3 separate regions of the Sus scrofa genome follow, and all the other regions are linked to region 2. The links are chromatin contacts, called in public HiChIP or PLAC-seq maps. All regions are on one chromosome and are shown on one strand. The core of a region is the stretch at or near the end of the contact, and the rest is flanking DNA. Distances in the headings are between cores, read along the strand shown. Region 1 holds the start of TOR1B (torsin-1B). Region 2 overlaps PTPA (serine/threonine-protein phosphatase 2A activator). Region 3 has its middle 21 kb from the start of PTGES.

What was found. HiChIP or PLAC-seq counts read pairs in DNA pulled down with a chosen protein or histone mark.
Region 1: a contact with region 2 is called in an H3K27ac HiChIP or PLAC-seq map of alveolar macrophages. The contact joins the promoter of TOR1B here to the enhancer-like site in region 2. A contact is called at or near these places in 8 of 47 Hi-C or Micro-C datasets (alveolar macrophages, embryonic fibroblasts, epiblast stem cells and 5 more) and 2 of 2 datasets of contacts at active chromatin or transcription factors (alveolar macrophages and skeletal muscle).
Region 3: an H3K27ac HiChIP or PLAC-seq map of skeletal muscle shows a contact between it and region 2, with 4 times the contacts expected there. The contact joins two enhancer-like sites. A contact is called at or near these places in 9 of 47 Hi-C or Micro-C datasets (adipose tissue, alveolar macrophages, embryonic fibroblasts and 6 more) and 2 of 2 datasets of contacts at active chromatin or transcription factors (alveolar macrophages and skeletal muscle).

The regions. Positions count from the first base shown.
Region 1 is chr1:269,964,217-269,968,566 of Sscrofa11.1, reverse strand. TOR1B (torsin-1B) reads right to left here and starts at 1,648. Exons shown (of 7, transcript XM_021070119.1): 1 at 1,367-1,648; 2 at 239-495. The coding sequence starts at 1,574.
Region 2 is chr1:269,422,364-269,426,457 of Sscrofa11.1, reverse strand. PTPA (serine/threonine-protein phosphatase 2A activator) reads right to left here. Exons shown (of 10, transcript XM_001926077.6): 9 at 198-305. Among named protein-coding and RNA genes, the nearest start is that of PTPA, 23 kb to the right of the region's middle. Within about 2 kb of position 2,252, at least 72 of the 83 cell types and tissues checked have an H3K27ac peak or open chromatin away from gene starts, as enhancers often do. A contact at or near this core is called in adipose tissue, alveolar macrophages, embryonic fibroblasts and 6 more, where this site is marked.
Region 3 is chr1:269,943,282-269,947,688 of Sscrofa11.1, reverse strand. It overlaps the pseudogene LOC100521599. Among named protein-coding and RNA genes, the nearest start is that of PTGES, 21 kb to the right of the region's middle. Within about 2 kb of position 1,633, at least 35 of the 83 cell types and tissues checked have an H3K27ac peak or open chromatin away from gene starts, as enhancers often do. A contact at or near this core is called in adipose tissue, alveolar macrophages, embryonic fibroblasts and 3 more, where this site is marked.

The DNA.
Region 1 (4,350 bases), core at 399-2,898, 540 kb before region 2:
CACCAGGGAACTCCTTGGCTCCATCTTTTAATGGAAATAACATCACCTGCCCCGCTGCATTATTTTGGGATCAGTAAGAAAAATGGTGTAGGAGAGCTCAGCAAATGGCAAAGGGTTACCGGTGTGCCTGGACTCGGCAGGGCCTGGGGCTAGGAGGAAAGAAGCAGAAGCCGGAGTCAGTGAAGAGATCGCCCAGACCAGTCCGAGAAGCCACGGATGGGACAACAGAATGCCTTGCCTGGTACAGTTTTACGTGCTGCTCGTGAGGAAAGTGCAGAGTCGATACGAACAAGTGGACAAAGTTGCTCTTCAGGCCTTTCCGGTGAAGATTTTCAGCCACAATCTGGCTGACAAAATTCTTGCCCGTGCCAGCCCAGCCGTGTAAGGAAAGCGTCAGTGCTTTCTTGGGGTTTTTGTTGTTCCTGAAGCCTGTCAGCGCCTTGAGAAGCACCTCTGTGGCCAGATGCTGCCCAAACAGCCTCTCTCCAGTTCCAGCTTGAACGCTGCAGCAGCCAGCCAGAGAACAGAGAGAAAAACACACATTAAACAGGCAGCAGAAGGGCAGCGCTCTCCCCAGCTGGCCAAAGTGAGAGGCAAGGTTAGCGAATGGTCCAGCACCGTCTCCGCCAAACCCCAGTGCCAGTGCGGAGGCAGAAGTGCCAGCTGCAGAGTCACACAGATGCCACCGCCAAGGAAATGGCCTAGATGAATGGTCTCCTCAACACTCAAGTGTCTGAGAAGGAAGGTAAATGCGTTCCTTCATCCGAGGACGGGTCCTCTCTTGACTCAGCTGCTTGCTATTTCCCCAGCCACCCTGTAAGAAAACCAAAGACCAAATGCGGGCTTTCTGGGCAGACGCTGCACATTTGAGAACGACTTATTGGGTTGGCACGGCGTCCCAAGGAATCCCAACTTTTAGAAAGGAATTTGGGGGAGTTCCCGTCGTGGCTCAGCGGCAAGGAGGATGCGACTAGGACCCATGAGGATGCTGGGTCAATCCCTGGCCTCGCTCAGTGGGTTAAGGATTCGGCCTTGCTGTAAGCTGCGGTGTAGGTCGCAGACTCCACTCGGATCCCGCGTTGCTGTGGCTGTGGTGTAGGCCGGCAGCTGTAGCTCCGAATTGACCCCTAGCTTGGGAACTTCCACATGCCGCAGGTGCGGCCCTAAAAACCGAAAAAGAATAAAAGGAACTCGGGCAGAGCCTCACGATCTGGAGAATCTGTCCCCGAAGACACGGCCTCCAGGCTGGAGTCCGGACCCAGGCCCCTCCATGCCCCCTCCTACCCCAAAGGGTGAGCGCGATGTGCCGGGCGCTGACGCCTGCGGGGGCCTGTCCCTCGCGCCCCTCGAGCCCCTCCAGCCAGACCCGCCGTACCCGACGCGTTGAGCGGCTGCTCCTCCCGGCAGCACTCGGCGAAGCGGCAAAACAGCTCGGTGTAGGACAGGTAGCCGGTGAGGACCGATGCGGTCCCGATGGCGATGCCCAGGGTGATGGGCTCGAACGCCGCCGCCACGTGTGCCGCCAGCAGCAGCCGCAGCGCCGCGGTGCCCCCCAGCCGCCCTGCGGGGTGCATCACCGGATTGGCAGCCCGCCGCCGCGGATACGCTGGGCGCCCTTGGGGCCAAGAGGCCGGGCTGACTTCCGGTCTGTGCGTCACTTCCGCCCCTCAGACCCACCCACCCCCGTAGGTCCGCCCTGTTGGCGAGGGGCGTGGCTCTGCGCCACCATCCGCGCGAGAGGCTCCAGGGAGTCTAGCTTTGAAGGTTCTGTTCTAAGCGCTCATCAGACCCTTCACGCTTTGCTTTGTCATCCCTCCCTTCACTTCCCCGGAGCTGGAACGAGCGTTTCGCATTATATACTCCCCACCTGCCTGCCTTTCTGAAACAACTGCGGAGGGCTCCGGGTCCCCAAAGCAGACGTGCCCTGGCGTGCACCGTCGAAGCCCGAAGTCCATCCTTTCCAGCATGCTGCAAGACGGCATCCTGGCTGGTGCTGGGAGACAGCCGTGAGGGAGAGGGGCTTGGCCCCTGCCCTCTCCAGCTTCTAGGCTAGGGGACCCCAGGCAGTGGGCAAGGGCCAATAATGAAGTTGGATAAGCACAGGGGCGGTGGAACAGGGAAGGTTTTTGTCTAAAATGAGAATTTTAAAAGTTATCCAAGCAAAAAGCGAGGAGTAGAAAGTTCTATGGAGAGAAGAGAATTTGCAGAATGTGCAGGTTGGGGACCTGAGAGTATTTCACGTGGTGGAGGCTGGTGAGAATAGGGACGGAGAGCTAGACAGAGACCGGAAGGGGAAGGACTCTATCTGGGGCGGGGGGGGGGGGTGGTAACAGGGAGCCCTAGAGGTTTCACACAGGGAGCGACATGGTCACATCGGAGATCCCTGTGGCTGCTGGGTTCTTCGAGGAGGCTGTTGCAATGCTCCAGGGAACCTGACCCAGGCTTTGCCAAAGCTGGTTGAGTTCATTCATCAGCCAATCTATGGACAAATATTTAGTGAACACTGGCTGTGTCTGATCCAGCGCCATAAGCTGGGGCTAAAGCAGGGAGGGAATAGGGCAGACCCGTGACCTCACAGAGCCTCAGTCTAGTGAGGGAGACATGCCCGCAGAGTCAGGGCCATGATCTGGGATGCTCGGAGGGGGATGGCTCTCCTCTCCACCTCCCAGTTTTTTGTTTTGTTTTGTATTCCTTTTTCATTTGCATCCACAGCATATGAGAAGTCCCAGGCCAGGGGCTGAATCCGAGCGGTAGCTGCAACAAAAGCTGCTGCAGTTGGATTCTTAACTCACTTCACCACAGTGAGAAATCCTCTTTTCAGATTCTTTGCCATTATAGGTTATTACAAGATATTGAAGGAGTTCCCGTCATGGCTCAGCGTTAACAAATCTGACTAGCACCCATGAGGACACAGGTTCAATCCCTGGCCTTGGTCAGTGGGTTAAAGATCCAGTGTTGCTGTGAGCTGTGGTGTAGGTCGCAGACTCGACTTGGATCCTGTATTGCTGTGGCTGTGGTGTAGGCCGCAGCTACAGCTCCGATTGGACCCCTAGCCTGGGAACCTCCATACCTTAGGTGCGGCCCTAAAAAGCAAAAAAAAAAAAAAAAAAAAAAATTGAATATACTTTTCTGTGCTATATAGTAGGTCCCTGTTGTTTATCTACTTTATATATAGTAGTGTGTATCTCTTAATCCTAAACTCCTTTCTCCTTTGGTAACCGTAAGTTTGTCTGCTATGTCTCTGAGTCTTTTTCTGTTCATTTGTGTCATATGATAAGTTCCACATACAGGTGATATCATATGGTATTTGTCTGACTTACTTCCTTCAGCACGATAATTTCTAGGTGCATCCATGTTGCTGCAAATGGCATGATTTCATTCTTTTTTATGGCTGAGTAGTATTCCACTGTATATATGTGCCACATAGATACACATACATGTTCATTTGTCAGTGGATGTTTCGGTTGCTTCCATGCCTGCCTTGACTCTCTTTAAGAGTTTTCAGGCCTCAGCTTGAAGCCTACCCAACCCATGGAAGTAACCCCTCTTCCCTCCCCAGTCACCTACTCTCCTGTCACCCTGTTTGTGTCCCTGTCCATTGCCCATCTTGCCACTGGCCTGAGAGCTTCAGAAGGACAGGGACCTTGACTGCTCCATCTCTAATTCCTGTGCACCACGTCCATAGTAGCACTCCATTCATATGTATTTAACAGTCAGGGATAGAACCTTTCCAAGAGGCTGGCCTCTGATCTGGGGGCCAGGATATACTGCTGTGGACCGAATGGTCTCAGCCTCTAAATACATATCTGAAGCCTGACCCCTGATTTGATGGTGTTAGGAGGTGGGGGCATCTGGGAGGCAATTAGATAGGAAGGTGGGGCCCTTAATCTTAAGATGTTAATAAGAGGAGTTCCTGTTGTGGCTCAGCAGCTTAAGAACCCGACTATGTCCATGAGGATGTGGGGTCGATCCCTGGCCTCGCTCAGTGGGTTAAGAATCCAGCGTTGCCACAAGCTGTGGTGTAAGTAAGATGTGGCTCAGATCTGGTGTGTAGACCTCAGATGCAGCTCAGATTCTATCCTTAACCTGGGAGTTTCCATATGCTGCAGGCGTTGCCATAAAAAGAAAAAATATTTTAAAAATTTTAAAAATAAGACGGCAAATTTTATATTCTGCGTATTTTACCACAACTAAAATTAAAAAAAAAAAATTGGATGTCTCTCTGACTATAAGCCTCTGAATACTGAAATTTTTCTTCTGGATCGAATCATCCTGAAGTCGCCATTTGCCAAGGTAGCATGGATGTTTTTAAATCTTTGACAAGTAATCAACACATTGATGATGGGAGTG
Region 2 (4,094 bases), core at 1,003-3,502:
AGACCCCCTGAGCAGCAGGGCCTTGCCTCAGTCACAGGGCTGAGCTGGGCCTCAATCCAGCGCTTCTGGGGACCGCCCGTCCCATAGACTGACTCTGAGGCCTCAAGCGTCAGAGGAGCTGCTCCCAGCTTCAGAGCAAAGCGGTGGGGTGGGGGGAGCAGCAGCCCAGGACCCGGAACGCAGGCAGCCCCCCTCACCTCGGCCTTGTACATGCGGATGAGACCCTGGTTGACTTTGGACCAGGACGGGACGGCACTGATGTTCCACAGCTGGTTGGAGTGCTCCGCAAAGGGGCCCGTCTTCATCTGGAAAAGAGAGCCCACAAGCTGGAGGGGTGGGCCTCCTGGGAGCCAGCCCCGGCTCCTTGACACACACACACACACACACACGCACACACACGCACGCACGCACGCACGCACACGCACGCACACATGCAAGATGCAAGCCCACGCATACACACGTACGCAAACACACATGGATACACACACGGATGAGCACACACTCACTCCTGGGGCCCAGGCTGCAGCATCTGCCTATGGGATGCGCACGCACATACACAGACATGCACCAGAGACACACACACAGACACGAACCAGAGACGGTCCCTCTGGCCTGCCACAGGCAGGGCTGGAAGAGCCAAGGGAGGGTGGGCTTGGGGGACGGCCCAGACCAAACCCAGGCCTCTGACTGCCCTCTGTGTGGCAGGGAGGGAGGAAGGAAGGGGGGCAGAGGTGGGCCAGAGGGCACCTGCTACAGATTCGGGAGGAAGGTCTGTATAGGGAGCCAGCCTAACCTGGCAGGAGAGCGGGGAGGGGACAGCAAGGGACAGGCGAGAGCAAAGATAGGTCCATTCCTGGCCCCTCCTCTCGGAAGAGAGACATTCTGCAGCGAGCCCAGTGGGTCCCCACGACATGAGAAAACCGCCGCTGAGACGGGGAACCCTCGGGGAATCCTCGGACAGCTCAAGGCCAGCACATCTGCTTTCACCAACCACAGCTCAAAGTCCCTCTCAACACCGCCCCACCCCGGCTGATAGGCAGCACTGAGGCTGGGGGCACGGGCTCAGCACCCTGAGCCCCAGGCTTCAGAAGAGAGAGTCCGAAAAGCAAAGAGGCCAAGCTGGCAAGAAAGCAGACTTGGACCTCGAGCAGGTGGAAGGTTCCAGAAGAGGCTGTGGGTGGAGGCAGGGCTGGGGAGAACTCTTTCAGGGAGAAAGGATGGGTCCCACACCGGCTCTCCAGGAGCTCAGGAGCACAAACGCCCCCCACCCTTCGGCTGCGGGCTGGCCTGCTAACCACTCCCGCAAGCCTCTCCCTTCTCCAGTAAAGGCAACTCTAAACAAAACTGTAAGATCCAAGTCAAGAGAGTTGCCGTTTTACCCTTGTCATCTCCCTCCCCTGGTCCAAGATCCCCAAAAGCCTGTCGCAACCCCCAAGCAGCTCAGTAGCAAAAACAAGCACTCCTTCCTCCAGCAGTGAGGCCACAGCTCTAGGCCCCCACGGGGCTTCTCCTGGGCCAGTCGGTCCCTTCACCCAGCATCTTTTCCCTCCTCTCTCTAAGGCTCCCTCCTCCAGGAAGGCAGCCAGGAGCCCCCAGCCCGTAGGGGCTTGGCCTTCTCAGGAGCTTTGTTCCCAAGGTCCCACTCGGTCAGGCTCCACCCCCCCCCGCCCCTTCCCGAGGCTCCAGCCCCATCTCGCACTCGCACACATCCGGGCCGCAGCCCTGAGAAGCTCAGGGGTCACTGGAGCTGTGGAACCAGTTTCACTCTGGACGGGGCCCTGTGTGCAAACCACCCAGGAGGCGTGCTGCCGGCTCTGTCGCAGCCGCAGCTCCAAGGCCTGTTCAGCAAGGGCTCCGAGGCCAAGGCCGGCCGAGGGACAGGCGGAAACCCGAGGTTCTGCTTGCTGGGCCAGCCTCGCCCACTAGGGGCACGGAGTGGGGAGCCTGCTGGCAGAGCCAGGGGAGGCCCGAGCTCCGGAGCCCCCCCATGGCCCCGGCCCCCTCCCTCCATGGCCAGAGCTGCTATTTCTCTCGAGGGACCCCCCCCCGCCGCCCCACCCCACTGCCGGCCTTCACGTCCCAAGGTCTCCCCCCAGTCCTTCAGAAGGAGCCTCTGCAACTCTGGAAAGGAAAACAGATGAGGGGGAAAAGGAATTGGGGTCGAGAAGACAAAAAAAATTAGCTCATTCTAGCCACAAAGGGAGAAGAGAAAGAGCGAGAACGAGCAAGCAAGCTGCAGTCCCGCAGTGACCCCAGGGGACTCGAGTGAGTCAGAGCAGCCATATTGAGCAGGAAATTACTCACAGACGCTGCGTTCCTGCCTCTCCACTCCCAGGAGAATCGGCCTTTTGTAAATGGTTCCTCTGTCAGTAACTGAGGGGGGATGGGACGGGGGGAGGCTCTACACAGCGCCTTCCTGTCAGCTCCTTCCCTTCCAGCTGAAATCTGATCCCTCCCTTCCCAAAACTCCAAATTTAGAAGCCAGATTGAAACTGAAATTCTTTTCCTGCCGGCCCTGGGCTCTTAAAGGCGCCAGGGCTGCATTTCCTGAGGCGGCAGAAGCCCTGCAAGGTGAGGTCCCTCGTGCGGGATGCTCAGGGCCACCGGGGCAGGTCCCAGGCTGGTTTCATTTCCAACTTTTTGTGGGTTTAACCCCCCAGCTGCACCAGCCCTAGTGATCCCTGGGTCTCCAGAGGCAACACTGCCCCCTGCCAGACCGGAGCGCACACAGCTCCGCGCAGGCCGCCAGCCAGGCCTCCTGAGTCCCAGCACCGGGCCTCGGGCCTCCCTCACCACCAACTAGAGCAACTGCAAAAAGCCTGGTCTGGGTAGTGAGGCCCAGACTCTGGAAAACTAGCATCATGGGTGCTGCCGTCAGGAACCACGCCAGCCGGCTCGAGGCTGGCCAGGTGGGTGAGAGGGGGCCCCCCGCCAGTCACCGCAGCTCAGCTCTGGGGGACTCCCTGCGAGCGCCCAATGTTTACCACCATGCCCAGGCACCAAGACCCAAAGTGCAAACCAGGCCTTGCAGAGAGGGTGCGGAACAACCAAGAACTCCAGGGCCTGCCGGCCTCCTCCCAGGTCAGGCCTCTCCATCAAGGGCTCCTACAACCTCCTCCCAGTTCGATGTGTCTTTAGCGCCACCTAGTGGCCACTGTGGGATTTCCTCTAGCAGAGGAACCGAAACCTAAACTTCCGGAAGGCTTTTGGGTTTTTAAACCAGCACGACGCAGCAAACAAAAATACAGAGTTTTAACCTGGAGTCAATTCCCATCCTCCCTGACCTCCGGCCTGCCCTTTCTCCTTGTGAGTCACTGACAGGGACCCAAGGGCTTGGCCAGCCACCAGGCGGAGCCAAAACACTCAGCCTCCCACCCCCAGCAAAGCCACCCCAGCTCCCCACCCTGCTCCGCGGGGTCTCCCTGGCTCCGCAGACCCTCCCATTCCCCTCTGGAGAGAGCAGCATGTGACTGGCTCTCAAGGCAGTGAGCCAGGCTGCCCCGGAGTCCTTCTGACCTTGGGCTGCTACAGTGCTGAAGGCAGCAGATCTCAGAATGAAGCGGTGGCCGCCCAGCCGTCAGGATGGGCTTCATTTGCTGACTTAGAAAAACATGTCATTCCCCTCTGGCCTCTGGAGTGTGGCGGAGGCCTGAGCCGAATGCTGACCAGGAGAGCCTGGAGCTACGGCTGCTTAACCAGGGAGCGCTCCCTCTTCAGGGGGCTCAGAATGGGCAGCCAAGAGAGCCGCCCCCACAGGCAGGGGTCTGCAAGTGTGCCAGGGACAGCACTGGGGCCAGCAGGACTGTGTGGGGGAGAACGGGAGCAAGACCCTCTCCAGGCGGCAGTCGTGGCACCCTTAGGAAGGTGGGGGAGGGCACCAGGCAGGGAGGATGAGAGGTCTTGCCACTTCCCAAAAGACAGGCCCAGGGAGCAGTGGGTCCCGACTTCCGCGCAGTCACCTGGTATGTGTGCTCAAATTCAGGTTCCTAGCTCTCACCCCCCAAGATTCTGATTCAGAAAGCTGAGGTGGGGCCCAAGAACACGCATTTTAACAAGCTGCCCAGGTGACCCTGAGGAAGCAGCCCAAGGCTGCA
Region 3 (4,407 bases), core at 384-2,883, 520 kb before region 2:
ACCACAAGGTTGCAGGTTTGATCCCGGGCCTCACTTAGTAGGTTAAGGATGCTGTGCTGCTGTGAACTGTGGTGTAGGTCACAGACATGGCTCGGATCCGTGGCTGTGGTGTAGGCTGGCGGCTATAGCTCCGATTTGACCCCTAGCCTGGGGACTTCCATATGCCAAGGGTGAGGCCCTAAAAACCAAAAAAGAAAAGAAAAGAGAAAGAAATACAGCTACCCTTTGGAAAAATCATATGTCCTGTTGCTAAACAGTTGAATTTGAGATCGCTTTCTTGGCTGGGACGAGGAAAGGGAGGAGAAGGGAGGGGAGGAGGGGGAGAGGGAGGAGGAGGTCTCAGCCTTGCTGGACAGAGGGTGACTCTGGAAGGCAGTCTTCCTTCCACTGTGGCACTTTCCCCGAAGACTGGCCTTGACCCCCAGCAGCGGAGTGGCTCTTTATTTACCCAGTGTCTGAACCTTGGCCGTCAGAGGGTTGAGAGGCAGCGGAGGGCCCCCCTCCTCCCCCCCGCAAGGCCTGTGGTTTGAGTGAAGAAGGCGATTGCGTAAAAATGGAGAGCCTTACACAGCCCCGGGCCTGTCCCCTCCTGAGTCATGCTTGAGGGAAGGGAGGAGAAAGCTGGAGCCTGAAGCCCCCTCGGGCGCCATGGTGATGGGTGACATCGCTAAAGTCATCCCCTGCTGAGCTCAGGCAGAGGCACCCGGAGGCGGGTTAAGAGGCAGGAGGGAGCGCGGCCAAGGCTGGCTCAGAGCAACTGCAGGTCTGGGTTGGAGAAAGGTCACCAGGTCAAGTGTCTGTCTTGGAGAGAGAACCAAGAGAACAGAGGAACAGGGCGCCTGTGCCATGGTCCCTGGGACCCTGGGACCCAGAACAGTGCCTGGAACACTGACATGCTCAGGGTTTAGGGGCTGAATGGACGAATGAATGAATGAATGAGTGAGGTGTGTAGCAGTGGTTAGGGATTCCTGGTTTGCTGCAGCTGTGGCACAGGTTGCAACTGCGGCGGGTTTGATTCCTGGCCCGGGAGCTTCTCCTTGCTTCGGGGCAGCCCCCTCTCCCCATAAAAGAGAATGAATGAGGGAGCCATTCATTCTCAAGTTCATTCTGCTCTGCTGGGCCCTTGGGTCCCCCACTTTATTCTGCAACCTTTAGAAATGACTGTCCTGGAGCCTCATGTGTCCCTGGTTCCCACAAGGGACTGGCCCTGGCATTCCGGTCACAGGCCGGCATTTTCACATGCTCCGTGCAGAGCCTGGGTGTCACTGACGACTGGGTGACGATTTGGCATCTGAGCAGGAGCAAGAAGCGCTTTTCCCTTAGTGCCAAGCCTGGGGCCCAAACTGTGCTGCCCCCAGAGCTGGAGCGGGGTGGCTCAGGATGAGACAAGAGGGACAGGGTCTTCCAGGATGGCTTAGCTGCCTGGGTCCCCGGCTGCAGCAGGGGGGGTGGGGCGGCAAGGGACACATCGAATCCTTTCCTGGCTCCAGGTTCAGAAAGCTCTGGCCACCCACCCCCAACAGCCCACGCTCTGGGCTGAGCCATCGATTCCAGCCCACGGGCTACTTGGCTGCGGTTCTGAGAGCGAGAGTCCAGACTGGAAACCTGAGATCTGGGGGAAGGTCGGAGCATCCTTCTGGGCCAATGGGCGATCAGCTCCCTTCCCGGCCACGCCCCTTCCTCCTCCTCCGGCCTCCCGAGAGCCTTCTTCCCATACACCAGATACATATGTATACAGATCTCTCCGTGGTTTAGCACAGCCATTAACTAATTACTTCACTCTTCCAGAATCTCAACTTCCTCATTTCTAAAATGGGATTAAGGAAGACCATGGGCTCATGTGTCTATAAAGCACTGGGCACCATGTCTGCCGGCTAGTTGGCGCTTGCTTTTGTTTTTGTTTTTTAAGGAAGGAGATTCACACTTTATTTCTCCAGTGACATGTTTACAGTTGAATATAAATGAAAGGGCTGCTTGCACGCCAAAGCCAGGTCCTATAGGAGGTTCAGTCAAAGAGGCAAAACCCCCAGCTGGCTCACAAGAGAAGTGTCCACTCCTTGGCCCAGGTTGGGGGACTTTGCCCACCTCGAGTTCACCAATAATGTCTTCAGTATCCTCAGGTGTCAGATCCTCATAGCAGCTGTCGTGTATTTGAACCATTGGTGCGTTTACACAGGTTCAAATAAATGACATGCCACTTCTGTAAGAGTGAAAAATTTGTCAGGCATAGTCTCCCCAACCTTTATCCCAGCTTTTTCTGAATGACCTCAAGCATGCTGTCAGTTTCTTTTTGTTGTTGTTGTTGTTGCCATTTCTTGGGCCGCTCCCGCGGCATATGGAGGTTCCCAGGCTAGGGGTGAATTGCAGCTGTAGCCACCGGCCTACGCCAGAGCCACAGCAATGCGGGATCCGAGCCGTGTCTGCAACCTACACCACAGCTCACGGCAACGCCGGATCGTCAACCCACTGAGCAAGGGCAGGGACCGAACCCGCAACCTCATGGTTCCTAGTCGGATTCGTTAACCACTGCGCCACAACAGGAACTCCTGCTGTCAGTTTCAAAGCCTGCAAGGCGTAGGGGTGCAGGCTTGAAGATGACACGTTCATATTTGAACAGGTTTTTGATTATATGTTGTATAAAGTTGCTACTTCATATGCTCTTATGGGCGGTACTTGCAAAATGTCTGCCGCCTTGTTCATAGCAGAGATGGGCAGCCATGCATTCTGGCTTTGGGCTAAATGCAGGACTGGAAGCACAGCTGCTGCTTTCTGCCCTTTGCGGTAGGTTTTTTTCTTTCTCTTTTTAAATACAATTGCCTCTATCCTCTTAGAGTTTTCTGGTATGAAATCAAACGGAGTATCTGGGTTATTCTCAGGAGTATCTCTGTGCACCAGTAAGCCTCCTCCAGCTCCATTCTGCGTAGCTGTCTTATGCAGACTCCTCACGTGCCTTCCCCACTGAGAGATGAGGCCCTCAGCCACCACCCTGAGCACTGCGGAGAGGAACGCAGTGGTTCCAAACTTGGGTTCCATGGTGGCCCAAACTCTGGGCCTTTCTGGCCACGCCAGGAGGAATCCTGATCGCCCTAGTTAGCTCTTATTACCATTAATCTTGTACATAAGAATTATTATTTTATCACTAAGTTTACTGTCCCGCCTGTGTTCCCAGCCGAGGCTGAAGCTCTGTCTCTCAGCTCTGTCTCTTTCCAGGAGATAAGAGTCAGTTCTCTTTGCCAGGTCTTATGCTTTTCTTGGAGGCAAACTGTCCGGCTCCTCCTTGTGGTCTGACCCTGCTCCGGAGAGCGCTGGTCAGTCGCCGCCAACATGCTCCACGGTGACACACCCATGGCCCGAGTGGCCTTTGATGGGTCCACGTGGCCAGAATCTTGCCCAGAGAATGGCCCGGCCAGAAACATGGAGTGAGGACGGGGCTGCTGGTTGAGAGGGGCTGGTCTAGGCCAATACTCTGCTCTTCTGTGCTAAGGACTGGATTCGGGATGAGGTGAGAGCAAGGAGGCCTTCATGGTGGAGGGGCTGGGGTCGGGTAGTGGGCAGGGGCGCAGTGAGAGGCTTGCATGAAAAATGTCTTACCCTGCAGTACTCACAGACAAGCAGGATCTGAAATGGGCTTCTGTGGGGCCTCGGCTTCTGGGGGACCCCAGAGTCCAGGAGAGCAGCTGGCAGAACAGCGCTAACTAGCTCTGGCTGGTTGTGGGTGATTTTGCTGTTGCTGAGGCAGAGCCACGCTGAGGATGCTGGGATGAAGGGACTTACAGTGAGGATGCTACGGTACAAAAGGAAGCTCTCAGGTGGGAATGGAACACAGGTGAGGATCCCAGGGCTGGCCAGGACCCGAAGCAGATTCACGAGGGGCCTGTGTGTCAACGTTCTTTGCTCAGCTCCTATCACACGCAGCCATTCCCTCGGGGCCCCTGAGCTCAGACTCCTCCGGGGGGCCCAGGCTCCTGCACCAGCGGTTCACCTTTCCATCTCTTCTGTTCTACCCTGGGAGCACCTTTGGGGCGGAGCTCTCCCCAGCTGTGGAGTTCATTGGCCGTTGGCTAGCCTCCCATTGGCTGCCTGTGGTCAGGTGCTCTCTGCTGTGGCCAATCAGCTGTGGCCTTGGTCGTCCTGGACCAGGAATTGCCTGGGCCGGTTTTCCGGGGGAAGATCCTGCTACCTATATGTGTTTGCTGTCGGGGGAGACCCTTATGGAGGCTCAGACAAGGCCTAAATTCTGGGCTCGTCCAGTACAAACCCTGGCTTCCAACCAGCCAGTCAGGTTCCTGGGCAACCCAGCAGCGCCCCCCCCCGACCCCCCAACCTTTCTCCTCGATGCATCTCTCCTCACCTGGTACAGACACATCATTGTGGTTCTCATCCTGCTGTAATTAGTTGGCTACCAGT